Regions from separate parts of the Mus musculus genome. Here regions 2, 3, 4, 5, 6 and 7 are each linked to region 1. The links are chromatin contacts, called in public HiChIP or PLAC-seq and promoter capture Hi-C maps. All regions are on one chromosome and are shown on one strand. The core of a region is the stretch at or near the end of the contact, and the rest is flanking DNA. Distances in the headings are between cores, read along the strand shown. Region 1 holds the start of Lbh (limb-bud and heart). Region 2 holds the start of Myl12b (myosin, light chain 12B, regulatory). Region 3 holds the start of Lpin2 (lipin 2). Region 4 holds the start of Yipf4 (Yip1 domain family, member 4). Region 5 holds the start of Slc30a6 (solute carrier family 30 (zinc transporter), member 6). Region 6 holds the start of Smchd1 (SMC hinge domain containing 1). Region 7 holds the start of Spast (spastin).

The links. Promoter capture Hi-C pulls out the DNA fragments that hold promoters and counts their contacts. HiChIP or PLAC-seq counts read pairs in DNA pulled down with a chosen protein or histone mark.
Region 2: a FOXA1 HiChIP or PLAC-seq map of pancreatic cancer cells shows a contact between it and region 1. The contact joins the promoter of Myl12b here to the promoter of Lbh in region 1. A contact is called at or near these places in 3 of 39 promoter capture datasets (liver and pre-B cells), 1 of 484 Hi-C or Micro-C datasets (B cells) and 3 of 115 datasets of contacts at active chromatin or transcription factors (astrocytes, embryonic stem cells and pancreatic cancer cells).
Region 3: a promoter capture Hi-C map of pre-B cells shows a contact between it and region 1, with 5 times the contacts expected there. The contact joins the promoter of Lpin2 here to the promoter of Lbh in region 1. A contact is called at or near these places in 2 of 39 promoter capture datasets (liver and pre-B cells) and 1 of 9 other capture datasets (liver).
Region 4: a promoter capture Hi-C map of pre-B cells shows a contact between it and region 1, with 4 times the contacts expected there. The contact joins the promoter of Yipf4 here to the promoter of Lbh in region 1. A contact is called at or near these places in 1 of 39 promoter capture datasets (pre-B cells), 2 of 115 datasets of contacts at active chromatin or transcription factors (astrocytes and regulatory T cell precursor) and 1 of 9 other capture datasets (liver).
Region 5: a promoter capture Hi-C map of pre-B cells shows a contact between it and region 1, with 3 times the contacts expected there. The contact joins the promoter of Slc30a6 here to the promoter of Lbh in region 1. A contact is called at or near these places in 1 of 39 promoter capture datasets (pre-B cells) and 1 of 484 Hi-C or Micro-C datasets (B cells).
Region 6: an HNF4G HiChIP or PLAC-seq map of pancreatic cancer cells shows a contact between it and region 1. The contact joins the promoter of Smchd1 here to the promoter of Lbh in region 1. A contact is called at or near these places in 2 of 39 promoter capture datasets (the SN4741 cell line and pre-B cells), 1 of 484 Hi-C or Micro-C datasets (CD4 T cells) and 2 of 115 datasets of contacts at active chromatin or transcription factors (astrocytes and pancreatic cancer cells).
Region 7: a promoter capture Hi-C map of hippocampal neurons shows a contact between it and region 1, with 5 times the contacts expected there. The contact joins the promoter of Spast here to the promoter of Lbh in region 1. A contact is called at or near these places in 1 of 39 promoter capture datasets (hippocampal neurons) and 1 of 115 datasets of contacts at active chromatin or transcription factors (embryonic forebrain).

What each region holds. Positions count from the first base shown.
Region 1 is chr17:72,916,193-72,920,052 of GRCm38.p6, reverse strand. It overlaps Lbh (limb-bud and heart), which reads right to left and starts at 1,748. Exons shown (of 3, transcript NM_029999.4): 1 at 1,475-1,748. The coding sequence starts at 1,500. Gm30375 (predicted gene, 30375) reads left to right here and starts at 1,898. Exons shown (of 2, transcript NR_168598.1): 1 at 1,898-3,705.
Region 2 is chr17:70,988,859-70,992,718 of GRCm38.p6, reverse strand. Myl12b (myosin, light chain 12B, regulatory) reads left to right here and starts at 2,203. Exons shown (of 4, transcript NM_023402.2): 1 at 2,203-2,246.
Region 3 is chr17:71,181,931-71,185,790 of GRCm38.p6, reverse strand. Lpin2 (lipin 2) reads right to left here and starts at 2,259. Exons shown (of 20, transcript NM_001357791.1): 1 at 2,047-2,259.
Region 4 is chr17:74,487,696-74,491,555 of GRCm38.p6, reverse strand. It overlaps Yipf4 (Yip1 domain family, member 4), which reads right to left and starts at 2,063. Exons shown (of 6, transcript NM_026417.4): 1 at 1,762-2,063. The coding sequence starts at 1,840. It also overlaps the pseudogene Gm6476.
Region 5 is chr17:74,393,588-74,397,447 of GRCm38.p6, reverse strand. It overlaps Slc30a6 (solute carrier family 30 (zinc transporter), member 6), which reads right to left and starts at 1,840. Exons shown (of 14, transcript NM_144798.6): 1 at 1,780-1,840. The coding sequence starts at 1,782.
Region 6 is chr17:71,473,245-71,477,104 of GRCm38.p6, reverse strand. It overlaps Smchd1 (SMC hinge domain containing 1), which reads left to right and starts at 1,762. Exons shown (of 48, transcript NM_028887.4): 1 at 1,762-2,126. The coding sequence starts at 1,941.
Region 7 is chr17:74,336,814-74,340,673 of GRCm38.p6, reverse strand. It overlaps Spast (spastin), which reads right to left and starts at 1,687. Exons shown (of 17, transcript NM_001162870.1): 1 at 1,229-1,687. The coding sequence starts at 1,637.

The DNA of each region.
Region 1 (3,860 bases), core at 499-2,998:
TTATGTCCGAAGGGGAAAATGTTGCAAACGTTGTAGGAAGTACCAATTAACAAAATAATCATAAACCTTAATGGGTGAGTGGGGGGGCCAATGTCCCCATGGGCTTCTAACATCTCGACCTTACTACATTTTGAGCGGGGTGGGGGGTTGGGGGTGGAGCACAAGGCCTCCACCACTCTTCAAAGCCTCACCCATATGGCAACTGACTTGTCTGCACATGAGGGGGTACACAAGCTTCAGGTGTAGGGGATTTTTACTTTGTTTTGAAAGTCATTGGCCCCTCTAATCACAGTTAAACTGGGAGGGGGAGGAGAGACTAAGAAAGGGTGACTGTCATGGGGGCAAGTTTAGGGTTAGAAGCTAGACTTTAACAATTTCCTCCCTAGTCTGGAAAAGCTGCCTCCAATCCCTGAAAGAAGAGAGTCAATAGCATTACAGGGTTAAGACCAGGGTCGTCGTCTCCTGTAGCGGCGTCTGTTCCTTTTTGGAACTGTGGCGCGGGCCCAAAAAGTTAAACTGAGAAACACGAACTTTCAGAGTTCCTGGGCTAAGCAGAATAGCGCCGCTCTCCCCGGGTTCAGACCTTGCATTGGACCCGGGTCTGGCTCTCCAAGGCTGGCACCTGCGAGCGCGCTCCAGGACCACGGGTGCTCGCCTCCCTGTAGCGCCCCTCCTCTACACCACAGCAGGAAGGAAGAAGCAGCTGGCGCGCACGTCCCAGCAGCTAGGGGCCTGTCCCCCATCCTTCTCGGCTCTGATCCTCCACACCCGATCTTCCCCGGCTGCAGGCAAATCTCTGCAGCCCCCGACTCAGCAGTGGCCGGCTTCTTCCAATCTGGCACTGGGAGAGCTTGCTCCTTCCTAGCCCCGGCCCTCCACAAAGGCGCGTTGGATTTAAGGGACAACGGAGAGGGCAGGGGTTGTGAGGGTGTAGTTTGCACCCTGATGCTTGTGGCTTGTTTGTGCGGAGAGCGTCTCCCCAGCATCCTCCCTCCCCCAGAAGCTCTGCAAACCCAGCGGCTGCACCAGCTCGGCCCCTCTGCAGCCATCCTCGACGCCGAGACTTGCGTGCAAACAAAAAGGAGAAGGGGAGGGGCCCGGGAAACCGGAGCCCCCTGCACCAAGCAGGACTCATCTCCTGTGGCCCTCAGCGGACAGGGTTTCCTTAGGGGGCTTCAGGTGGGACCCCAGGTTCTCCCCACCCAACGCCACCATATCCACGCCCTCTGGCCGCCACTTAAGTGAAGGTTCCGAGTTCACTTCCTTTGTCTGGATGCTCTCAGCACCGCCTCCCCCAACCTCCAGCTTTGCAACCTTGACGTCGACTCCTGCAGGGGCTGAGGCTGGCGGGTTAACCCGCACTGGGTGTCCGTGCCACTCTCCGGCCTCGTACCCGGAGCCGGCACTAGGAGGCTGCCGGGCTGCGCAGCCACCCGGGTTAAACTGGCGGCCGCCAAAGGCGCAGGATACTCACCAGTGAATGGGGAAATATACAGACATGAAGTCCTAGGGGAGGCTGACCCACGCCCTTGTGATTAAGAAAAACAAAACAAAACAAAACAAACAAACAAACAAAAAAAAACCAGTCACTGAGTCCTGAATGAGATTGGCAGGGGCGCAGAGGAGAGCAGCGGGCAGCCGAGAGCGGGTACTGGGCTAGCGCCGGTCCGCCTTCCGGAGACAGCCTCGCTGCCAACGGCGTAGGCAGTGCAGACCAAGCTCTCCGCTCTCCACCGATCTCCGGGTCCCACAAAGAGCCCGGGAAGCAGCATTTATAAGGGAGGGGCGGGGCTTGTCGGCGAGCGGCCCCGCCTCTCCTCGCCCACTCTTAGAATAACGTCACCAAAATCATGAATGGCTTCAGCGCTCATAGCTCCCGCGGGCGGCGGCGGGGACCAGCCGGGCTCTGCACCCTGCCTGAGCTGGCTCCCAGCAGCTACGAGCCCGCCCCCCTCCCCACCGTTGACACACACGCGTGTTCCCGAGCTGGAGTTCAATGTCAACGCAGCTTCCTGACCATAAATCCGCAGCGTCCGCAGCCCCCTCTCTGAACACAGGGACTCTAAGGGCTACGGGGATGGGTGGGCGTGAGGAAGGAATGGGGGCCCACGCGGGAAGAGACAGATCGCCGGGGGAGGGCGCCATTCTTCCATCCGAGCGCCCGCTGTCGGGTTCTCTGTGACTTCCACATCTCAGGACCCTTCACTGGTCATCCATGCAAAGTAGGCCTCTCTTGGACATTATCGCCTGTGGCATCCCGATCGTGGCGGGGCCGGGGGAAAAAGGAAAAGATGGGAAAGAAGGCTGCACAGCTGCGGGGCTGGAGGCACCCATGCCGGAGGGGGCATTGTTGGCTTTCTAAAAGTCTGCGGTCCTGGAGTCCATGGAGGGTTCTGTTTGTGGGAGAAAGGATGTGGTGTCTTACTAGGGTTTTTCCGTTGCGCGAGCGCGCTTGCGTGTGCACACACACACACACACACACACACACAGAGTAGCATATACGGTTTGCATTGGGAGTAGAGGGTGAGGAGAACGAGCGGAATACAAGTACACCCGGCTAGCCTTAGCTCCCAGAGCCCATCTGATAGAAAACACAGAGTTGAGAGACTGACTCCTTCATAGCCCAGGAATTGCAGTTCCGGTGTCTATCTTGGAGACTAAACTGCTGTGCAGCCCCTACAGCCAGGAAGAACGGAGTCTGACTCAGTACCCAGCGCTGCCCCGCTGTGGCCTCTGTTTCAATTACTCTTGTAAAACAGCTTCCTAACCTTGACCTATGTGCATAAAGGGACTGGGGAAAGGGAGAGCCGTGGTCGAAAACTAAACACAATTAAATGTGATTTAAAATAAGTCTGCACCCTGAAAGAAAAGCGTACTGGTTATATCCAGCAAAAAGCTGCTGGCATCAAGAGACGAGTTTTCAGTAGCAGGGGCCACGCGGATGTTGAGAAAGAGGACCTCATAATTTTCAGCATCTACTCTTTCTAAGAGCAACTTTGCAATAACTGCTTTCCCAACTATGCGTACCTATATACATCCTGAGTAAAAACTGGAGCGTCCTAAAAGAGCCGTATTTCATAAGCCCTGTAATCAGAAAAACGCAGGAGGCTGTCCTTACCCCCTTGAGACAAATGAAGCGCTGTTTGTGCTCTTCAGGACTATTCGCTTCTGCTTCTGACCAGGTGACAGGGGTCTGGCGGAGGGTGGGGCTTTATGAACAGGGGCCAAGGGAAGATGGTCCGTGGTGTGTTATTAATGGAGGGGCAGCCTGAGCCTTTTAATAGAATGGGAAAGTATCTCAGTGCCATTGGCTGACATGTGGCATATTGTCACCTGGGGAGCCAAAGAGAAGCCAAAGTCTAGAGATCTAGATTCTAGACCGAGCTTTCCTGGAAACCCTCTGAGGGTGGGCCCTGAGGCAGACCCTTGGGTTAGCAGAAGAAAACCTTCTCCCATGTTTGCCCATACAATCCCTCACAAGACCTGAGATGAAAGGCAATGGATGGTACCATCGTGACCTGTCACAGACACATGCATGTTACATATTTGTGATTATTACCTATCAAACCCTCTCACCACCTCCTCACACCACGGAAATCAATCAGCCCTTTTGGGGAAGAGGATGTGAAGAAAAGTCTCCCTCTAGAATAACAACCTGGCCTCGTGGAAAATGGCCTACATTGGAGGACACCGAGTTAGTGTCGGGTGAGTACTTTTTGGGAGAGTGTATGAATGAATACTTCAGCTCAATTTCAGCTGTCAGAAAATTAGAGCAGAAAGTCAGCCTTGGATCGTGGCTCCCAGATCTACACTACGCCAATTCTCAATGCTACTACATCTATGTGGCTCCTCACAAGGAG
Region 2 (3,860 bases), core at 954-3,453, 1.9 Mb after region 1:
GCTTCAAGTACAGGCCTTGGAAAGTTATACACAAAGCTCGTTTTAGGAGGGACTAGGGAAGTATAGAGGAGCCTACTGGATTTGGAGTGCTCTGGCCTACTGGTGTTTTTTCCTCTTCCTCCCACTACCTCCCCTCCCCCAGGGCGCAGCCCTGGCTGTGCTGAGCCCTGAGCTGCTGCCACCCACCACCCAGCGAGACCTTTCTCAGCATTTCAAGTCCCAGTTTTGCTACAGCACGGCTTTAAAGCTACTTTTTTTTTTTTTTAATATATGTAAGTACACTGTAGCTGTCTTCAGACCAGAAGAGGGCGCCAGATCTCGTTGTGGATGGTTGTGAGCCACCATGTGGTTGCTGGGATTTGAACTCAGGACCTTCGGAAGAGCAGTTAGAGCTCTTAACCGCTGAGCCATCTCTCCAGTCCCCGAAGCTACTTATTCTTTGTTGACCTATTTATTCATTTATAAAATGAATTCATGCTGTTCATAATGGTCCCTTTATGATAAAAAGCAGCGTCTAGTCTATCTGGAGCTGGGTGTGGTTAACCAAACCCCACCTGGTACCCAAGTGGATCTGCGCCCGCCCTCATGTGGCCAGGTTGTTTTAAAATGTCATCTTCCTCATTTGAAATAGGAGCGCTTCCTTCGTTTGCTACAGAAATTGGAAATGTGGGAGAGGGGGGTGTTTATGTATGGAGCCGATTTGTGGTTCCCTGGAAAGAGGGGAAGCCTGGCCCTTACATGAGTGCTGGGACTTCAAACTTGAGTCCTCTTGTTTGCATAGCAAGTACTCTTAGCCACTGACCCACCTCCCTGTGCGCACTCTGGGTTTTTGAGAGGGACTTTTGCTGTGTTAAGTTTACCCGTTGGAATGCCAGGGTTAAAGGCCTGTGCCCACCACATCCTGCTCATTAACTGATTTTACATTGCCTAGGGTGAGGATCTAGGAAGTGGTGGTAGACTTATGTAACAAACCCTGAAAGTGCCATAACTTTATAAGAAACATAATTATTTAAGCAATGATTTTTGAGGACAAATAGGATCAAAGATACAGCATCAGTACCACCTGGCGCCTATTCTCCACCTCTGACCTACGCAATCCCAGACCCTGATTTTTTCAAGCGCATATTTAAAGCCACCCTCAATTTATTAGGATTATTATCTTATTTTACATTTTATCTACTAGTTTGGGGAGGAGGCTGCACATTCCCTGGTACCTGCATACGGGGCTCAAGGAACAAATTACAGGAATTGGTTGTTCTCTGTGGGCCCTGAGAAAATAACTCAGTCATGCGTGCTAACAGGCACTTTTACCTGCTGAGCCATCTTGCTGGCCCCTAAGTTGTATTTGTATTGTCTGGACTGCTGTGAAGTACACGGATACTCAGTGCTGGAGACCATAGTGTTCCTGCCTTGGAGGAATTTCTTTTGGAAGTGGGGTAGGAAGGGAGGTGGTTTTCTACGTGTAGCGTGGCTGTCCTGGAACTAAGCTCTGTAGACCAGGCTGGCCTTCAGCTCACAGAGATGCTGCCCCAGCCTTCTAAGTGCTGGAATCAAAGGTGTCGCCACCACCGTCTGACACGGAATTTCTGATCAGACTTCTAGAATATGACCTCCCGGCGGGGAGAAAGTAAAGGCCACTGGCTGGAGTGCAATTTCAAATAAGCGAGAACGTTTCTGGAGCCCACTGGAGAGTGCTCAGCCGCCGCCCTCTTCCGGATTACATTCCTTCTCTTGAGCATTGTTTATCTAAAACTCAGTTTAACCAGGCCAACTGCCCTCTGCTAAATCAGGCAACTTCGGGCTGCCCGCTGCAGGCGCCAGGGGACCCCCAAACCAGGGCGGCTCCCAGCCCACCCGGGTCAAATTCCAGCGCTGGCGCTCCGCCCTCGGCTCGGGAATGCGGAAGGGGCGCGGGACTTGCGCTGGGAGCCGGGGAGACCAGCAAGCCGGCGCGGCTGCGGCAGGAGGATGCCGTGCCAGTGAGCTGGGGAATATGTACTCGCGGCTACAGGGGCTGAGTTCGTCGGGTCGTGCAGCCAGGCTAGTTTCCGCCGCTGGCTGCCTGGGTCCTCCGGGTCTTCGAAACGCTTGCAGCAACCCCCTGCCACGGTTGGTCGCGCCGGGCTCGCCGGTGCTCCTTCCGCCCCGCCCCCGGGCCGGAAGTGCGGCGCCGCCACTGTCCCGCCCCAACCTCCGCTGGTCGCAGTCGCCGGTCGGATCCTCTCGGGTGTGCAGCATCAGGTCAGGTGAGTGGCTCTCGACCCCGCGGGGCATCTCCCGGGCCGCATCTGTCCCTAGTGCTGCGCAACCGCGCCTGGAGCCTGCGGGCGGCTGGACCATCGGCTGGTGGAGCGGAGGTGGCTCGGTTCGAGGCCCTACGCGGTTCCTGTGCTGGCGAACCCTGGCCGAACGAGGCCCCGGGACCGTGTGCACTGGGCCTGCGACATCCGATGACTGACACCTGGTGCCCGGCTGCCCGCACCTGCCGCGGCTGCAGGCTGCAGGCTGCAGGTCCAAGCTGTGTGTTAGCGCAACTGCGTGCATCTGTTCTAGACGCGTTGGGGGAGGAGAAGCCCGCTGGTGTATGGTTCCTGCCAGAGGAAACCAGGAACTGGTACTAGAGTTCCTGGTTAGCAAATGCTAAAATGGGCTGATTTGCATAAATCCTTACTGGGTCTTAGGTCTTGCAAAGATTTAGCTCATTGTTAGAGGACAATTCGAAGAAAGCTGGAAAGAATGGAGAACATATTGAGCCAGGGATCCAAGATGAACTGGTGGATCTCTGCTAGGAGGTACCGAGCAAAAAGCTCAAAAGATGAGCATCGTATTATGTGCACAAGAAGCGCGGGTGGTCAGCCGGAAGGGAGAAGAACAATAACTGAGTACTAGCTGGGAAAGAGGAAGGTAGTTAGGGTAGGGCTCTTGGATACACACGACCCCAGGCGAGACCCTATACAATAAAATAACGTAGTTAGTTAGCCAAGGTAGGCCTCTTTCTTTAGAGGTGTACTGAAAACTCGATGAGAAATGAAAAATTACGTAAGAGGATTTGGGGAGTCACCCACGACAAGGAAGTAACACGACAAAGGATGTTTAGGGAATCGGGTTGACAGCTTTTGTTCTAGAGATGGCTTGGCTGTAGTCCTGTGTGTTAGAGAAATATCACAGCATTTTCTCCTTCAATAAACCCTTAAGTGAGGTGATGTCATTTGCCTGGGAACATCACTTCAGGAATTCATATGATGCCACCAGGGTTTTTCTATCCACTTGCTCCTCACTCTGTCTCTCTGTCTCTGTTTCTCTCTCTGTCTCTCTCTGTCTCTCTCTCTCTCACACACACACACACACACACACACACACACACACAAAGGCACCTGTTCACTGAGCTGCAGCTTATGAAGGACAGATCCCTGGGTGATAATGGTTGGCCAAAGTTAGGAAAGCCAGGGATGGGACCGATATCCCCATTCCCCCAAGGTTGAATGATACAGTTGTGTAGGGATGGCTTTCATCTGCCCCGGTTACCAGCGTCTTTGATTCTTCTGTGACAAGTTTAACATGGCGGGCGAAGCAGGTTTCCCTTCCTCCCTCTGAAGTTCCCCTTACCTGGCACAAGCACAGGAGAAAAGGGTATCAGAACTCACTATGTGCAAAGGAGGAGGACAGGTAAACAAATGAGCCTCAAAGCTTGCTACCGCCGGGCGGTGGTGGCGCACACCTTTAATCCCAGCACTTGGGAGGCAGAGGCAGGCGGATTTCTGAGTTCGAGGCCAGCTTGGTCTACAAGTGAGTTCCAGGACAGCCAGGGCTATAGAGAAACCCTGTCTCGAAAAAACCAAACAAACAAACCAAAAAAAGAC
Region 3 (3,860 bases), core at 1,010-3,509, 1.7 Mb after region 1:
TTTTAATGAGACATTGTTTACACTGGATTCTGACAACTGAAGGCCCGACTACAAAGCTATAAGCTATTTTGCCATGAAGGTGACAGGTCCTAGGACCCTGAACCTAAGCCAAAAGTATTAATTTACTTAGCAATGAAGGGAGTCAGACACAGCTAAAGCAAAGTTGCAAATCAACTCCTGCAACCCTGCTGACCAGCTGATTGAGAGGGTACACTTCCTACAGCCCCACCCCTAAACAAAGTGACAACAGGCCCTGGGGACAGACAGAGGATTTCAAAGACAAGACACATAGGCTTAACTTAGACTTAAGATCTTGCCCACAGGCTGCTGAACACCTAAGGGAGGCACCAGTGCACCTCCCAGCAAGAAGGGTTCCAACTCATTGTCCCACTTCTGAAGTATATTATGCACACCATCAGAGAGGATAGCTGCAGTGACCTATACTATATTTAAGTCCAATATTAATATTTAAACACAACAAAATGTCCACCGTAATGTTCACTGGCCTAACCTTTGACCACCTCTGACCCGTGATAGCACCAAGATTATCCCATCCAAGGCATACCATACAAGAAAATTTGATGATTTCATTTCATTCCACTGGCTCCCAGTGACCTACAAGGACAAACTGCTTGCAGCTTCTTCTCTTCACTCAAGAAGCCCCAACCAAAGCTCTTCTAAAAGCCAGCCTCTGTGCTTAGTAATAAACAGCTATTGGAGTCTTGCCTGCGGGGATCCTGTGCCCAGTGCAGGGGATAGTCCAGTCAGTAAACCAAAACGCACAAGGCTAAGCAAGGAGAACAAGCATACAGCCATTCAAGAAACAAAGCTCCGACCTTTATCCCTTTATCTGCTTAACTGCACTTGGCGTTCAAGGGTTTTCAAATGCTCCCATTTCCAGAGCCTCTTAAGCATACAGCTGCTCTGCCGAATCTCAATTTTGCCACAAACGCGAAAGTAGACCCAGCCATTTCATTTCTAGCATGCTACAGCTATTCTGCTACTACCTCGAACTTGAAGATCGCTGGGGCCGATAAACCACAATCAAGAACACATTTAACTAGGAGGAAGCCCGTAGGAGGCTACCCACGGGCAATGTGAGAGGGCACACCGGGCAGGGCAGCCCAACGAGGGCTAAAACACCTGTTTCCTCCCACACTTGGTGGCTGGCTGGGTTGCTAACCCAGTCTAGCAATACCTGCCACGATTCGTAGTTTTAAGCCAGTGAAAGCAATCAATGTCGGATCAACACAGACACTAACCGGCAAATGATCCCAAAATAGATTTCAAAATTCAACTTGTGTTATCATAACGTTTTAAATTAGTGAGGCGAGGTTCGGTACCAACTTAACCAGCATCCCTACTGCTGGGCAAATGAGCTTCAGCGCCATGCAAGAGCCTCAGTTTCCATTTTTAATTTTTTTTTAAGTCTCAAAGATGCATTAAAATAAGTGTGTGGCCGCTTGTTCAGTAATCCCTCAGTGCCTCTCCAAGTATCCTGCGTTCCAGTACTTTCTGAAAGCGAGGGCGATCTTCCTAGTCTTGTTCTGCATAATTATGGCTCCGAAACGCCATCCTAAATTTGAATGAAAATAATTTTCTTAGGCTGGGGTGGATCCGCGGCGCTCAAAACTGGGCCTCAGAGCTCCGGTTCCCACAGCCGACAGAACCTTCCAGGGCCCCGGGGGTCGCCGGCAACAGGCTACTCACATCTAAACCAGGTCCGCGGCCTGCAGGAGGCGGCGGCGACGGCGACGGCGGCGGCGGGCAAGCCAACGGCCTGAGGGAATAACTGCACCTCGCCAGTCCCGGCCGGGGGATGACCGCGACCGCGCGCCGGCGTCCGCTCCCCTCCCCCAGGCCCGGGGCTGCGGTCCCCGGGCGCGCCGCCCGCGGCTCGGAGGACCGCTGCCGACGTGAGGGTCTCCGCAGACGCCCGCGCGTCCTCAGGCGGCGCGGCCGCGGCTACGTGGCCCACGCGAGGCGAGGCCGCGAGCGGGGACGCGGCCCCCCGGGAAGCCCCGGCGCTGTCTCCGGCCCGCTTACCTGCGGCACCGCGCGCGGCTCTCACTCGGCGGACTGTTGTGCAGCCCCGCAGGGATGCCCCAAGAAGCGGGGGAGCAGGGGGCGGGGCCGCCGCCTCCGAAGCCGCGGGCTACAGCGGAGCCCGCCGGGCCTCATGAATGGGACGCGGCGGCGGCAGCAGCGGCGGCGGCGGCCGAGCTGGCGGTAGACTGCGCGCACGCCCCGCCCCGGCCCGGCCACGTGACGCGAGCTCCGCCCCCGCCGGCCGCGCGCCTGGAGCCCTGGGCCCCTCCGGGGAGAGAGCAGCTCGACGCCGGCGCCGGCCTCAGAAGGGCGCTTTAAAAAAAAGTTTCCTCCGGTCCCCATGGCAACCTTGCGGCGCTGCGTCGGGCTTCAGAGTCCAGCTACCAAAAAAGAGTGCAAACGGTCTGCTGCATAATGGTGTCCCCGCGTAACGCGAGTGCACCATCATGGGATCACTGCAGAACCCGTATCTTTCCTTATTTACCCTTGGAGCTCGGTGATAACACCGCCTACTTAAAAAGTGCACTTTAACGGCTGCAGCTGCGAGTGTTAGTGACGGCGGCTGTTTTTCGTCTTGTATATCTGCAGCTGGTTCTTTCGATGGAAGGCCATGGCATCACTTCTAAATGCTTGTTAATTTCTTCGTGCTCACCGCGAGCATGAACAGTGTGACACAGTCTTCCGGCCGCTGAGCCATGCATTTATACAAACTCTCTCCGGTATGGGCCTGGGCACAGCAGTTTCTTTGCAACAATGAAGCGCGGTGAGCATAGTCTGTGCTGGGACCCGGGAAACCTTTCGTTTCCCTGCCTAAGTACCGCCGTGTGGAATTCAACCAGATTGCCTCAGTAGTTACCAAGGTCCACAGAGACACCCAAACCTACTGGGATTTTTCACTTCAGCGTGGCTCTTCATCTGATCTACCAGTGAAAGAAATGTTTTCAAGGTTGAAAGTTTCCCGTAAATGCTCGAGAAATACTACTCCTCCGCTGTGGGGAAGTGCAATTAAACCCAGAGAACCCAGTCCTCAATCCCCAAGTCAATGCACTGGGAACAGCTACACCTTCATTCCCATTGGGAGCCCAATGTAGCTTGCAGCCCAGACTGTAGAACACGCTGTTACTGTTTGTTCTCTAGCTTCTCATTCTTGACTTTTCCTGTTTCTCTCGGGATAGTTTCATTACCTCCTACCTTGGGAGGGAAATATTCTCACGCTTCCTTCCTCTCATCATGCAGAAAGCAGCAGACAACCCGCCCTTCCTCTGTCACCGCCCCCTCTGGGCTTTGACACCTTACTCAGAAGGATTGGTTCATGTTTATAGTATTTTCCTCATTCTCTAGTGGCTGCCTGCTTCATGCTACTACTGAGGCAGAAGAGGAACTAATTAAATATTTGTTGACTGTTCCTCGACTTCCCCCAGCTGATACCTGTAAAGTTGGGGCACACCCAACTCCCATCTGCTTCACTGCCCAGAGTCTTTCCTCACCTTCTGACCCTACCACCTTCCAGTTTCATGGCCAAGAACCTTCCCCCACCAATCATCGGTCTGCTAGTCTAGATGTATCTTTCATTTCAAAGAGAGAAGACCTTGTTGCCCCTAATGTAGTTTGGCCCGAGATGTTTTGACTCTAGAGTTGCAAGCTGTCTTGATGTTTTGTTTAAGAATATCTTTCTGTGTCCTTTCGGGGTTTCCCCACCGTGCACTGCAGCCTCTCCTTACAAGCCATGGAACGGCATATTCTTTTGTTTGTTTGTTTGTTTTTGTTTTTATTTTTAATAATTCTTATTTTTGAAATTAGGATATAATTAC
Region 4 (3,860 bases), core at 814-3,313, 1.6 Mb before region 1:
GGCTGGTCTTTAACTGCTGTTAGTCCCCCTGTCGCAGCCTCCCAAGAGAAAGGATTACAGATGTGATCCACCTTGCCTGGCTGTCTCTGATATAGTTAGGAATTATTTTTTTCTTCTCTTTTAATCTTTTATGAAATTCTAAGCCAGAGCTTCTAAAAATATTAATGTGTTTATGAATTACCCAGGGACCCTGATAACATATAAATCCACATTAAGGGAGATTATATCTAGATATGTGCCAGGTAATGTTAATTCTGCTGGCCTGCAAACATAAACCAGATACGACATTATCTATTTGTCTGACATAAACTATGGACATCTAGTTATTCCGGAGGCTGAGGAAAGAGAGCATGTTCAGGGCAATATTAGGTCACATGCTGAGTTCAAGGCCAGCCTGAGTAACTTAGTGTGACTGTCTCAGACTAAAATTTAAAATCGGGGCTGAGCTGTATGAGGTAGTATATGCCTTTAATCCCTGAAGTAGGGAGACAGAGGTTACCTTGTCTACATAAAGTTCTAAGCCAAACAGAGTTACATGGTGAGACCCTGTCTCATTTTTAAAAAATGAAAAAAAAAATACAAAAACCAAAGAAAGAGTTAAAAAAAAAAACTAAGAAAGAAACAAATCATATTTATAGAAATCAGATTTCTAGCCGGGCATGGTGGCGCACGCCTTTGATCCCAGCACTCGGGAGGCAGAGGCAGGTGGATCTCTGAGTTCGAGGCCAGCCTGGTCTACAAAGTGAGTTCCAGGACAGCCAGGGCTACACAGAGAAACCCTGTCTCGAAAAGACAAAAAAAAAAAAAAAGAAAGAAAGAAATCAGATTTCTGAGAAAACTCACGTTCATCTTTAAACTGAAATTTCTTTTCTACTTTGTTGAGACAGGGTTTCAGTATGTAACCCCGGCAGGCAGAGAACTTGATAACTGTGTAGTCTAAGCTGGCCTTTAATTCAGGTATCTCTCTGCCTCTGCTTTTCAAGTGCTGGGGTCGAAGGGGTTCATCACCAGGTATTTCCATGTCTATATCGAAATCAACTTGTTTTTTCATATTGGGCAGTCAAAAATCTGGTCCCTGGTAAGTAAATAAGATTAAATAAAAGCAAAATCCAAAACCAGGTTACAAGGAGTTGAACTAATGAGGGGTGGGGGAAATTTCCCACAGTAGAAACGTTTTTTGTTTTTTTTTTTTCTCCCTGTTTTTGTTGTTGTTTGTTTTGTTTTAAGCAAGCACAGTCGCTTGCTCCAAACAGTACAAGCCAAGTCTATAGACACTGTTGGGAACACTAAGTTGAATTCCTCAAGTTTCAAATGCTCCTGAATACAGTTTTTTGAACACTGGGACCAAACACTACAAACTGTGTGGACCCAGGGATCTGGGCAAGAAATCAAGTTCAATTAAAAATAAATAAATAAAAGCACGTCTCCTTTCAAGTAAGTTTTCCATAACCTGCCAAAAGTCACCTCAGTCGGGAAGGTTTTCCTATTAATAGCAGAGCCACACAGCCCCACTTTGTTCTCCCTTAGATCCCTCACTCTTTTGAGTAACTGCGGAGCGGAGTTCAGAAAGAACTCCTTCCACCAGATCGGCGGGTTCCCTGGTGAACCAGGACACCCGGGGACCCCAGCCCGCAGCGCCGGCGCCCCGCACCCTGCCTCGTCCCCAGAGGCCTCCGGGAAGGCCCAGGGAGCACAGGGGCGGAGTCCCCCAGCTCTGCCAACCCCCCGCCCCGGAGCCCCGGAGGTCAGCCTCGGCCTCACCTTCCGCGTCCGCCGAAGACACAAAGGTGAAGTCCCCGTTGGCAGGCGCATAGGCCGGGGGCGGGCCCGGAGGCTGCATCCCGCCGGCCTCGGTGCTGACGAGCGGCTGGGCCCGGGGCTCCGGGACGACCTGCTAAGGGGCGGCCTGCGAGCCAGGAGGCGCGGGCTCGGCCGAGGGAGGGGACGCGCGAGCTAAGCGCAGCCTCTGGCTGCCGACCAGGTCGCACCCGAGGCCAGCCGGTGGCGAGCACCCAAGCACCACGACGCCGGGGCCCTGACAGGACCATAACAGTGACAGCGCCGCCGGGATTGGCTGTTTGTAATCTGCTCGACTATTGGCTCCCGCGAGAAGATTCTGATTGGCTGTTTCTGTGTTGATTCCGGAAACCACTCCAACACCGGAAGTGGCCTCTGAAATCTCTGTTCCGCCCTCATCAGCTGTTTACTTAAATAATTCTGTCTACCTTTTTCCCTGTTTGAGTTTTTATAAACATATCTTCTTCGTTGTTGTTTAACACAATTTGAGAGCTTAGTCGTTTGATGGCTCACGCTTGTAATTCCCGGAACTCCTAGAGAGGCCGAGGCAGCATTGGCAAAAAAGTGAGGCCCTTTTTTTTTCAAAGGAAAAAAAAAAAAACAACACACACACACACACACAACACACACACAAACTACTTAAGTTTTAGGACTTCAACCCCTCATTTCCGACCACAAGATTCTGCCACAATAATTCTATATATTAATTATATAGGATGTTTACGAAATTATGTGTCGTGACAAAGCTTAGTCTCCTTATCAACAAAATTAAGAGGCCGGAGAATGGTCATTGTAAAGCTGTAAATTTCCACCTACGGTTTAAGTACTCTGGCCAAATTAATTTATGAAGAAGGCAGCAGTCCAGAAAGGATAAATTAGGGCAAAGAAGCCCTTGCTTTTTGCCTGCTGCTGATTTCATCTGTTCCCTAATAAACTACCCAAAGTTTGCAAATTCACCTACGTTTTTATTATTTCTTTAAGATTAATTTATTTATTTTATACAAGAGTACACCACCATTGCTCTCTTCAGACACACAGGAAGAGGGCATTGGATCCCGTGACAGATGGTTGTGAGCCACCATGTGATTGCTGGGAATTGAACTCAGGACCTCTGAAAGAGTATTCGGTGCTCTTAACCACTGAGCCATCTCTCCAGCCCGGTTTTTATTTTTAAAGGCTATGCGTGTGTGCTTGAGGGTATGTGTGTGTGCAGATGCCTGCAGAAGGCACAAGAGGGCTTCAGATCCTTCAGAACTGCGGTTCCTGCAGACACCCAATGCGGGTTCTGGGAACCCAAACTCAAGTCTCTACAAGAGAGCAAGAGCTCTTAACCTCTAAACCAACTTCCTAGTTACTCGTCTATGTTTATAATCTTAAATTTTGCTTTTCATTTTTCTAAACTTCTGTATATGTGTGTATGTTGGTAAACCGAGTGCCACCCACATTCCTTAGCCTGGTACTCCCCTAGCCCAGCTTTGTTAACAGCGACAGCAGCCATGTCATCACCAGCGGCCAAATTCAATTTATTTCCACTGTTACCACAGGTGGAGTAGTCTTCCTGTGTACATGTGCCATACCATTTATATAGGCCAAGCCTTCACAGCTTGCCACTGTGCATCAGAGGCAGCCTTTTGTATAACTACCCTCCAATACATCTCTCCAGTGAGGGGTTTTTTTTTTTTTTTTTTTTTTTTTAAGATTCAAGGTCATTATTTATTTGTTCCTCTTAAAGACTCATTTTTGACTGGACTCAGACTTAGAAGTAGAAGCTCTCAGAGAGGACAGCCTACGTCTCTTGGCAATCTGTTCCTGGCGCTTTTCTTTGGCTTCCTTCATTCTCTTGGCCAAAAGTTTAGCATATTCTGCAGCCTCCTCCTTGTTCTTCTTAGTGCGTTGCTTCTTCAGAGCAATACGTCGGCGTTTGTGTTGCAGGACGCGTGGAGTAACAAGACGCTGAATCTTGGGTGCTTTGGTCCTGGGCTTCTTACCTTCTTTGTTTAAGGGCTTCCTGACAACATACTGGCGGACATGATCTTCTTTGGAGAGATTAAAAAGCTTTCGGA
Region 5 (3,860 bases), core at 591-3,090, 1.5 Mb before region 1:
AATAACTGGGGGAAACAAAAAAAGGGAACACAGCTAAGGAGGCATCCTGACACCCACATCTGGCCTCCACCAATAATACTGGCAGATGGAATAGCATATGCAAATTAGATACAAAGGTCCAATTCAAACAACACAGTTTGCAAGCTGTTCACTGTTGCTACAACGTGTATATTGTATATGTTTATTTCTTTAAAGTTGGAATAACTGAAGGTTGTCTGGTCACTGTTCATTTTACACACACACACACACACACACACACACACTTTTATTTTTGAGACAGGGTTTCTCTGTATAGCTCTGGCTGCCCTGGAATTCACTCTACAGACCAGGCTGGCCTCAAACTCAGGATCCACCTGCCTCTGCTTCCAGAATGCTGGGTTAAAGACGTGCACCACAACTGGTTTATCCTATCCATTTTCTGTACCCAAAGGATTACTGAAATTTTATGAAAATACTGTGTGTGATTTTCCCCCTATCAAGGGCTAGAACTATGATTCACAAATCAAGAGTATTCACTGCTCTTACAAAGGACACAAGTTCAGTTCCCTGTGCCCACACGGCACTCACAGTTGTCTGTAACTCCACTCCCAGGAGATTCAACACCCTCATTTTACTTCCCCGGGCACCAGACACGTACTTTGTGCACCAAGAAACAGGCAGACAAACATCCATACACAAAATTTAAAAAAAAAAAAAAATCTGGGAACCAGAGAGATGGCTCAGTACTTGAGAACACAGGCTGTTCTTCCAGAGGACCTAAGCTTGACTCCTAGCATCCACATCTGCTCACAGCTCCCTGTAACTCCAGCTCCAGGGATCTAATGTCTCTGGCTTTCTCCCACAGCTGCACCCACGTGCACATAACCACACAATTTAAAAGAATACGGTGAATTCTTTTACAGATCTTCATTAGACATTTTAATATATAATATTTTAATGTTTTGGTTTTTCGTTTTTTTCGAGACAGGGTTTCTCTGTATAGCCCTGGCTGTCCTGGAACTCACTTTGTAGACCAGGCTGGCCTCCAAAGAAGGAAACTTTATGGTGGCAACAGTAAGAACACAAATATGTCATTGTCGTATGTAAGTTACCAGTAAGGGCTCAATGAGTTTTTGTGATCGTTTCAAAGGGCGGTCAGCACTCTGACATCTGAAAACGCAACCACCCGTTCACCTTTACAGAATACTGAGATAATTATGTTTGACTTACGCGTTTTGTTGTTTGGTTTTAGATTATGGGGTTTTTTTGTTTTTTTTTTTCGGGTCAGAGTCTCTATTTAACTCAGGGTGAACTTCGAAGTGCAATCCTCCTGCCTCAGTTTCCTGAGTTGTAGGCCAAAGGCATGTGCCAAAACACTCAGCTTAATAATTAACTCAATAATTTTTAGGAAAAACCTGACATTCCAACAACCATAGCGTATACTAGAACCTTTCCCGAGCTGCTCCACTAACCCTTTCTGTAGCCGCTGCTCAGTGCCGAGCTATTCAAACACTGAAAAGCAAACGAGTGAACACGCCCTAGAAAGCCCCACGCAAGCCTCAAGTCGCTGATGGCGTTCACTTGTTCTCAGAGGAAGCTTTAATTTTAACATTAGGCAAATCTGGCATTTCCCAGCTGTAGAGGCACAGAGCAGGAACCCTTCAAGAACCCGAGCGCTGGGAACCCCAGCGCAGGCCCGACCACGCGGTTCCGAGCAGCTGCGGTACAGCAGGGCGCTCGAGCGAGGAAGCAGGAGGGAAACATCCCGCAAGAATCCCGCACACCCCACGGCCAACTCACCATGGTAAGGAGCCGTACAGCTCCCGCCGGAAGACGCTCTGAGAAGTCGCATTTCTCAAGCGGAAGGGGCGGGCCTTCAGAATCCGATTGGTTGCAGGGCGAGGGGGCGGGACTGCGCATGTACCCTAGGTCGCCGTCTTTTTGTTCTCCGCCGCCTGGGAAGTGGGCGGATTAGAGCTGCTCTGGGCGGGGCTGCTCGCCCAGGGAAAGGGTGGGCATTTATCACCTTGGGAGGAACTTTGAGGTCTGTTCAAAGTCTTCTACCAGAGTGTGAGTTTATTACAGTTTATACTCCTGTTTTAAAAATGAAGAAGCAGGAACATTAAGAAATGTCACAGTAAGGCCGGGCAAGTCTCGCTGATTTCGAGGTCAGGCTCCTCGAGGTAGACTCAGCCTATGTTAAAAATACATTTATCAAATTCCCAACTGTTTCATTAAAAATAATGTCGCAGAAAACGCTTGGCTTAAGAACACAAGGATTCGAGTTAAATCACAAGAACCTACGCCGTCACGATGGCCACACCTGTTTGATCTCAGCACTCAGGAAAGCAGAGGCAGGCATATCCTTAGTGACTCGATTTCAAAAACCCAGGTGAACGTCAACCTTAAGTATAAGGTTGTTCTCTGGCCTCCACGAGCACTTTACTGGTGCACGTCACCGGTCAGGGTGCAGCATCGCCTGCGTACTATTCTAACGCTGGAGGCTGAGGCAGGAAGACTACACTACACAGCAAAACTGTCTCAAAACCAAAACGAACGAGTGAGTGAGTGAGTGAGTGAGTGAGTGAGTGAGTGAATGAATGAATGAATGAATGAATGAAAAGAGGTGATGGCTTTTCCTGACTCCAGTCATCCAAGTGGCTACTGCAGTTTAAGAGGATCTGACACCACCACCAGGTGGTAGAGCCCTTAGGCATGACACACAAGGGTTCAATTGCCTAAACTGGGTGCAAACCTGTAACCCTATAGATTTGGTAGCTGAGGTAGAAATATTCAGTTCAAGCATACTTGGGGTTTAGAGTAGGTCACTGTCAGCCTCCCCAGTTAGTGAGAGCATCTCAAATTTAAGGAAAAAATAAGCACTTGTAGCTGGAGTCCACTGTTTTGTATATGGTGCCTGTCTTGGGAAGCTGTGGCAGGACACTGAATTCAAGTCACACTTCACTACGTAAAGTACCAAAAAGACAGAACAATAAGAGAGGGATTTCTTAGGGAGAATACTTTCGGGGGTGGGGGGTGGGGGAGAAGGAAGGGTGAGACAAGGACTAAAATTTATTATATACCAGGAAACTGTCCAAGAATAAAATATTTTTAAAAATCTGAAGCATGCCTTAAGTCTTATATGTTTCATAAGCTAGTGTGGAACTCAGAATAGCTGACTTTGAACTGAAAATACTTGGCTTTATCCCATAACAGAGTTTTAAATCTCTACAGTTTCTTTCTTGCACAGTCATTGTAGCCTATAAAGATTGTATTTGCAGATCTTATCTTCTAGGCACTGATCTTAGTGAAATTGTATCCTAGTAAGAGACACATGCAAGAAGAAAAAAAATTCAGTTATTTGTAAGTAGAATGTCAAAACTAAGGTAATGTGCTAGGTATGGTGGATCATGCCTTTAGTCCTAGTAGCTAGAGGCAGAGGCAAGCAGAATTCTGTGAGGTCCAGGCCAGCCAGAACTTCACAGTGATACCCTGTTTTTTAAAAAGAAGTGGGGGGAGTTATGTTATAAATATTGACAGGGTAGATAATTCATAGTGGTCAGAGTTTTGTAAAAATATTTTATTTGTGTGTTCAGGTGTCTGAAGCGGCCGGAAGATGGCATTAGAATGCCTTGGAGCTGAAGTTAAAAGGCTTTTGTAAATCACCAAATATGGGTGCTGGGATTCAAACTCAGTCCTCAGGATTGAGCAGGAAACACTCTTACCCACGGAGTCATCTCTCCAGTCCCTCAGAAAAGCTTCTACAAGGTGAGCGTCATTTCTGAGTTATAAGTATTCTTGGAAATACCGCTTTCCAGGCAGAATAAACTAAAGAAAATATCTCATTGGAATGGTGTATTTTGAACTGGTTGGTTACCACA
Region 6 (3,860 bases), core at 513-3,012, 1.4 Mb after region 1:
CAAAGTGCTTCTGTTTTTACTTATGAGATTTATAATTTGGTATTACAGAGAAATTGCCCTGTTGACCCTTTGGCTGTTAAGCCCCAATTTGCTGAACCACAAAGGCAATTCATCTTGCTTGTTAACTAAGACTTAGAGAAATGATTTGTCTTTCTCCAGTTGTTCAAATCAAACACGGCCCATAAAAGGGATAGAAGGAAATGGTTGTGTGAGTTTTAAAGATAAAATGTAAAATGCCAGCTAGGAGTAGTGACTCATACCTCTGAAGCCATCAAGGGTTCAGGTTGGGTCAAGGCAGGAGGATCAAAGTTTGATGTAGGCCTAGGAAGACTGACAAAAAGCAAATTACAATAAGATTTTACAGAAATCTCATGATAGTTGGAGGTTATTCTCGTGTCTCCTGTCTCTCAGGTGCCCTTTCAAGAACATGACCAGCTTTTGGTCACAACTTCACCTACCTCACCTACTGTTTCATTTTCTCTTCTTCCAGTCATACTATTTATGCCGCTCTACGCAAACCTTCACACTTTTGTATGTCTGGCCAACTGTCCTTGGTGCCAACAACCCGGTCTGTTTCCAAGGTGCATTGACTTTGAGTCTAGCTTTACCATTGATCATTAAGGCTCCTGCGAACCTAGTAAAACAGCACCCTTAAATCTGATCCAACTTCTAGACACATAAAAGAACTCAATTAATTAATGGGTTTCATTAATTTACACGTTTCTCTCAAGTACAAAGCATCCAGGTTTTAAGAATCAGAGAGCAAGCATCTGGCAAGGTTACCCGCCCCCCCCCATTCCTTGCTATCTGTAGAGTCAGAAGCGCATCCCCCAATAATTATGCTCAAGTTTTCTTTTTTATTTATTTATTATTGGATATTTTCTTTATATACATTTCAAATGCTATCCCGAAAGTTCCCTATGCCCTCCCTCCACCCTGCTCCCCTACCCACCCACTCCTGCTTCTTAGCCCTGACATTCCCCCGTACTGGAGCATATAAAGTTTTATGCTCAAGTTTTCGAGGAGGCTGTCTTACACATTGCACGCTTAGAAGCTGACTCAACCTCGGTGAGTAGGTTAGGTATTATCCCAAGACTCCCAGCCGCCTAAAGCCTCAGAGCCTGGCTAACCCGGGGGCGCGCATCGCGGCCTCGTGACGTCAGAGACCCGCTCTTCCTCGAGGCCGAGCTTTTGTCTCATTGTCCCACAGTAGAACCCACCCACGACGGCGAAGGAAGCGTGCAAGCAGAGCGGTGCCCGGTGTTTTAGCTAGTGTCCACCGCACCGGGACCCAGGTGGTGCAAGCTTCCAGCCGCCGCGTCCGCCCGACTTGGTAGCGCCCTGGAGACCGCATGGCTAGGGGGAAGGCGCCAGGGCCCTGCAGCGGGAGCCTGCATAGACCCTGGGGCGACACGCTTGCGAGTTGCGCCCCCCCCCACCTCCCCCCGCGAAGGCCCCTAAGGCGCTGGAAGCCAGCTTCCAGGCCGTCCCCAGTCCCCGCGGTCCGCAGGAGCCCGGGGGCGTGGCCTGGGCGCGAAGCCCCGCCCCACCTTGGCCAGCCCCGCCCCGCCCCACGGCCTGCTGGACTAGCCGGGTCTCCGTCCGCCGTCCTCTTCCTCCTGCGCAGCAGCCACGGCGGCGGCCCGCTCTCAGGTCACGGAAGGAGGCTTGGTGGGCGGCGGCGTACGTAGCTGGCGGGCTCTGAGGCGCGCTCAGCGCGTCCCTGTGTTCGCGGGTCGCGGAAGTGACGTACGGCACCCCGGCAGAAGCGCGTTTGAATCGGTTCCCGGGTTACTTCCCGGCCGCTGCCCACAGTCGGTGCTGCGCGGCCCGCTGAGGCTCGGAGCCGCGGCGGCTGGAGCCGAGGGCACGCGCGGGGTCGGTGTCTCCGGGAAGCGCGCCCGAGAGCCGCAGGGCCTTCTCTTTTTTTCTCCCTCAACATGGCAGCGGAGGGCGCCAGCGATCCCGCCGGCCTCTCGGAGGGATCTGGGAGAGATGGCGCCGTCGACGGCTGTAGGACGGTGTACTTGTTTGACCGGCGCGGGAAGGACTCGGAGCTAGGGGATCGCGCACTGCAGGTCTCGGAGCACGCGGACTACGCGGGGTTCCGCGCTTCTGTGTGTCAGGTACGTCCCGGGGCGCTGGAGGGATGCTCGCGAGGAGGTGAGGGTAGGTGGCCTGAAGCCTGGGTGGGTCACCGCCATAAACTTGTCAGATGGCCGGGATCTTGCGGCCTTGGCCTCTGCCGGGTGCCCACGTTGCGGATGATCCCTGGTTGGATGTCCCGGCCGGCCTGGCTTTGGCCAAGAAGGATGGGATCACGCCCCTCCGTGGGCCCGTGCTGGTCTAGCGTTCGGGACTTCCAAGTTAGTGGGCGCTTATAGGTTTAGTTACTGCTTTATGGTTGCAGAGTAGTTAGTGCATCCTCCTGTCGGAGAAGCACCTGTGTTTGTCCTAGTTTGTAACTTCAGAAGATGCAGAGTTGCATCCACTGGACAGTCAGTGTTGCGAGGGTTGCGCTGTTTGGTGGTGGTGGGGGGGTGAGATTCCAGGAGTCCGGGTACCTCAGGTTCAGGGAGGTGATGGAGGGAGTCTTTTACCGGCTTGTCTTGTCAGAAAGGTTTGCCTGGTCCGTCCCAGCAGGATTCTTCTACAGAGTAATACTAAGTTAGGTTAGTATTAGGAGCTGTCCTGGTTCTCTGAGCTCCAACTTCCTTGGGAGTTCCTGAACTAGCTCTAAGTGACCATGCGGACAACAAAGAACGAGTATACCTGCTTGGGGGGAAAAAAAAAAGAATGACTACGTAGCAAGACGTGCTTTATACTGTGAGATGCTTTATAGGTTGTTGTTGTTCTTACTGTTGCCTGAGCTTGAGTATGTTGGGGGAGGGGTATTGCGGGGTTTTGTTTTGAGGTCTTGCTGTGTAGCTCAGGCTAGCCTAGAAGTCTCTGTTGACCAGGTTGGCCTCGAACTTTATCCGCCTTTGCTGTCCAGTGTTGGTAGTCACAGACCCAAGTGCCACCGTTCTGGGCTCTGAACTTTTAAAAGAAGAATATGGCAATAAAACAGTGTTTTAAACAGTGTTTTCCTTCCAGAAAACCTAGTTTAGGACACTGATTCTCAGCTTTCCTAATGTTGTGATCCTTTAATACAGTTCCCTATGGTGTGGTGCCCCCCCACCCCAATTATTCTAGTTGTTACTTACTAACTGTTATGAATTGTAATGTAAATGTCTGTTTTCTTATGGTCAGAACCACTGTCCTAAGATAGTACCTTGTATATTTGTTGAAAAAATTCAAATTGAGTTTGACTTTGCCAAAGTGGGCTTTCTTTTTCCTTTTCTTTTCTTTTGGTTTTTCGATTCTTTTTCTCTATTTCTTTTTCTTTTTCTTTTCTTTTTCTTTTTTTTTTGGGGGGGGTTTTCGAGACAGGGTTTCTCTGTATAGCCCTGGCTGTCCTGGAACTCACTCTGTAGAACTCAGAAATCTGCCTGCCTCTGCCTCCCGAGTGCTGGGATTAAAGGTGTGTGCCACCACGTCAGGCTCCGGCTTCTCTCTCTCTCTCTCTCTTTCTTTCTGTCTTTCTTTCTTTCTTTCTTTCTTTCTTTAAAAAAAGTGTTTCATTCATTGTTTTTTTTCCTACTTTTTTTTTAAGATTTATTTATTTAATGTATGTGAGTACACTGTTGCTATCTTCAGACACACTAGAAAAGAACATCAGATCCCATTACAGATGGTTGTGAGTCACCATCTGAACTCAGGACCTCTGGAAGGGTAGTCAGTGCTCTTAACCTCTGAGCCATCTCTCCAGCCCAAGAGTAGCATTGCTCTTAACCACTGGGTTATCTCTAGCTCCTGGA
Region 7 (3,860 bases), core at 438-2,937, 1.4 Mb before region 1:
GACACTAAGAAGGAAACCCAAGCTCTGAAGCCTCCTAGCACACAGTATCACTGAACTACATCCACAAACCCCTAAGGGATCTGGGCTCATCTCAGGGATGAAAGGAGGACTGCCTTCTCCATCCTCCCCAAGTGATCACTCTATGCTCCCAAAAAGTACTGAAGAGCTAAGCACAAAAAGCTTGCTCTCACAAGCACAAACTACTCTTCTCCTGTGTCTGCTACTGTGGGTGACAATAAGAGACATAAGGCTTTCTAAACCCCACTTAGCATTTCCCACACAAGTTTTCAATTAACGATTAGCATAGATTTGGGGTCACCTGTTTCCATCTTGTAAGTAGTAATTTCATCTGTAAAAGACCTGTACTGATAGTACTCTGACCTCAGAATTATTGTGAGGATCAAAGACACATGCAAAATGAATTGACAATGCCTGCCACACAGAAAGGCGAAGAAAAGATGTTGCTTGAAGGAAACCTGAAGTATGCAGTATTCCTGCCTTCACTGCGAGGCAGGAGCGTTTGTTTTATCTTCTATGGTAGAATGATATATGCCTGTTTACCCAACTCATTCATTTAATATTTTTAACATTAAAATTTAGAAACTCGAGAGTGCCTTGGAATAAAATAAAAATAACAAAATAGTAAAAACTAAAGCAACTAGCGGTTGAAATACAGCTCAATAAAAAAGAAATCTTCAAGACTCACTATATTGGTAAAAATAATTCATGAAACTTCAGAATATGGCAAATCCGGCTCTAAGTATAAGGAGCTACTACTCCTTTCAAATCCAAGTCAACCCCCCCCTTTTTTTTTTCCTCTCCAAACACTACAGAACCCTTCTCAATGAAGTTTATACACAGCTGTTTCGATACCAAAACCTTTTGGAAGCCCAGCTCAGAGAAAGCAACACTGTTTACAGTGTTAGAAAGAATCCCGTGTGGTCGGTCACTCTAGGCCAACTGTCACTGTCACCAGCACGCCTGGGTGTCTCACGGGGACTTGGGTCATGCACAAGTGTGGGGGTGCTGAAACAAAGTCGAGTCAGGGCGCCCTGAAAGGGGTGAGGATCAACTAACTAGGCGTCGCACAGCAGGATCTGGCCTGTGGGGACTCGGACTCCCGAGGCAGATCAACTCCGGGGGTGCAGGAAAGGGACGCAAGTGGCGTCCTCCCAGGGCCGCCCGCCCCGGCCAGCCCGCCGGCCTCCCTCCAGCCCCCCAGTAGTACCTTTCTCTTCCTCGTCGATGCGCAGGGCAATGGAGATGTACTCGAAGGCCTGCTTGTGGAAGACGCGGACGCTCTCGGCCTCGCCACCCGGTCCGGGCTCTGGGGGCGAGGGCGAGGCGGGCGCCGGCGCGGTCCCGGAGCTCCTCTTGGCGGCCATGAGGGCGCGGGAGAAGCGCTGGCAGAGCCACGCGAAGAGGAGCCCCAGGTGGCAGGCCAGCAGGCGCAGCAGGGCGAAGCCGACGACCAGCGGGGACGAGAAAGAAGACGGGTTCCGCTTAGGCGGCGAGCCGGCCGCAGGGGCCGGGCCGGCGGCAGGGGCGGGGACCGCGGCGGGGGGCGGAGGCCTGGCGGGCGCCGGGCTCGCGCCGCCCGAGCCTTTCTTCTTCCGTCGTCCGGCCGGAGAACTCATTCACAGCTCCCACTGCCGCCGCCGCCATAACCCGCTTCCCGCAGACCGACGGCGACCAAGCGGCGGCGGCGGCGGCCACTGCCACTGCGGCGGCGGGGGCCCACGGAGCCGCTCGCGCGCCAGCCGGAGCCCGGGAGCCTGGCACCTGCACGCGCCGCTCGCCGGCCCCGCCCCTCGCTCCTCAGCTGCCCAGGAGCACAACCCCGTCTCCTCCTCCTCCTCCTCCTCCTCCCGCCGCGGCCGGTGGCTCCTGCCCCTCCTTTCCTTCTGTCCCCTGGGCCGCTGGCACCTCGCTGCGGCGGCCGGGCACGCGCACGTCCTCGGTGAATGGCTCTGGTGCGCGCGCGTACGCCGCCGTCTTTGTTGACCTGGGAGCTTGTGCGCATGTGCGGCATCCTCCTACCCCCCACGCCCCTGCTATGCCCCTTTCTCTGGGAACCTCAGTTCTGTAGGCGCGGTTCGGCTTGCGATGGTCCCAGGGGTTCGTCGCTCCGCAGGTTCTTCGACTTTTGAAGAATCGGAATAGGGAGCTTTGATAATAAATTTTTAAATGGGGGTTAACAGCGTTTGAGTGGCTTTACTAGTGCTCAGGTCTGCTGTCTCGCAGTGCGGTTGTTTGCCTTTGTGTGAGATGCTGACCTCCAACTCCTCTTGTAGCTGAGGAAGGAGGCCTTCAACTCCTGATCTTTCTGCCTCCGTCTCCCCAAAACTAGGATTACAGGTGTGCATCATCACTCCTATTGCTTTATATATCTTTGTTTTCTGCTGGTTGAGCCAATAGGTCTTTTGCAAAGGATGGCTGATCTGAGTTTCGTATCAGAGGCAGTGTGTAGCAATTTGGGTATGTTAGCTGAGAGGGAAACAAGTTGCAGAGACAAAGTTCAAGACATCCTAAAGGGAAAACTTTATTACCACGAGGACCACGAACCCTACTTTCAACTAACCTATTACACGTTTGTGTTATCTCAGGATTAGTTATGTGAATGCAGTCATTCTTGGGTTTTGCCTAGTTACCATACTTGGTAGAATCCATACTATCTGTGTGTGCACGTGGATGTGTGTATATGTCTTCACCATTTCTTCCTTTGGTAGACTATCTATCTACTCAATATTTCCCATATTCTAATGATCAGCAGTTGTTCTACAGATCCTGGATCACATAGAGGAAAACAAACCGTGGGCCAGTCAGACTCCTGCGAACTGGCATCTGGAAATAGAAGTTAGTTGAAATCAAAAGCTCTAAGAGCCAGTCGATGCCATCTGTATTCCCAGAGTTTTTGGATTCCTAGACTATATTGCCTATCCAATAAACTATTCAGTCTTTCCTCTTTCTCCCTCCCTCGCCCATCCCCCTCCCCTCATCCCTGTCTTTAAAAACAAACAAACAAAACCACCCCCTCTCATTTCAGTTTGCCACAATTATTTCTTGTTGCCTAAATGAGTGACTACTAACACAAAGTCTCTATTGTTTCCAGTGTGAGGCATACAGATCCCCTGTGAGCGCATAGGAGAATCCCTGCATTCTGCTGAAACTATATTCCCTACCAATATAAATATCATAGATTGCTGCAAAATTTACGTCCATTGTTTCCCACTGCTGCCTGCCTTCTTTTCTGCTTCGATCCTGATTATATTTTTCACATTCTGAAATGTTTTCTGTCTTTCAAATTTGTATTCCTTTCAATTCCTTTTATCCAGTAAGCTCTGATTCTCTTTTGAACCATATAGTAGTGGTTGTGTGAAATCAATCATGTCGTGTGTGTGTGTGTGTGTGTGTGTGTGTGTGTGTGTGAAATAAAAAGGATGTACATAAATATATATGAATACATAGGTAAATAAAATAAAGTATAAGAAATATGTTTTATACATATGTCAACTAAATAAAAATGAGATGTACAGGGGGCTGGTGAGATGGCTCAGCGGGTAAGAGCACTGAGTGCTCTTCCAAAGGTCCTGAGTTCAAATCCCAGCAACCACATGGTGGTTCACAACCAACCGTAATGGGACCTGATGCCCTCTTCTGGTGTGTCTGAAGTCAGCTACAGTGTACTTACATACAAATAATAATAAAGAAATCTTTAAAAAAGATGTACAAACCTATTGAACAATTTGAGGAGACAGCAAATTGCCTTTTACTGTCGAGTCAGGTACTATCCTGAACGCTGTGTTAACCCTTCTTATGTGTGTGTCCTATAAGTCTTTTAATAAAACATTCTTTGCTTT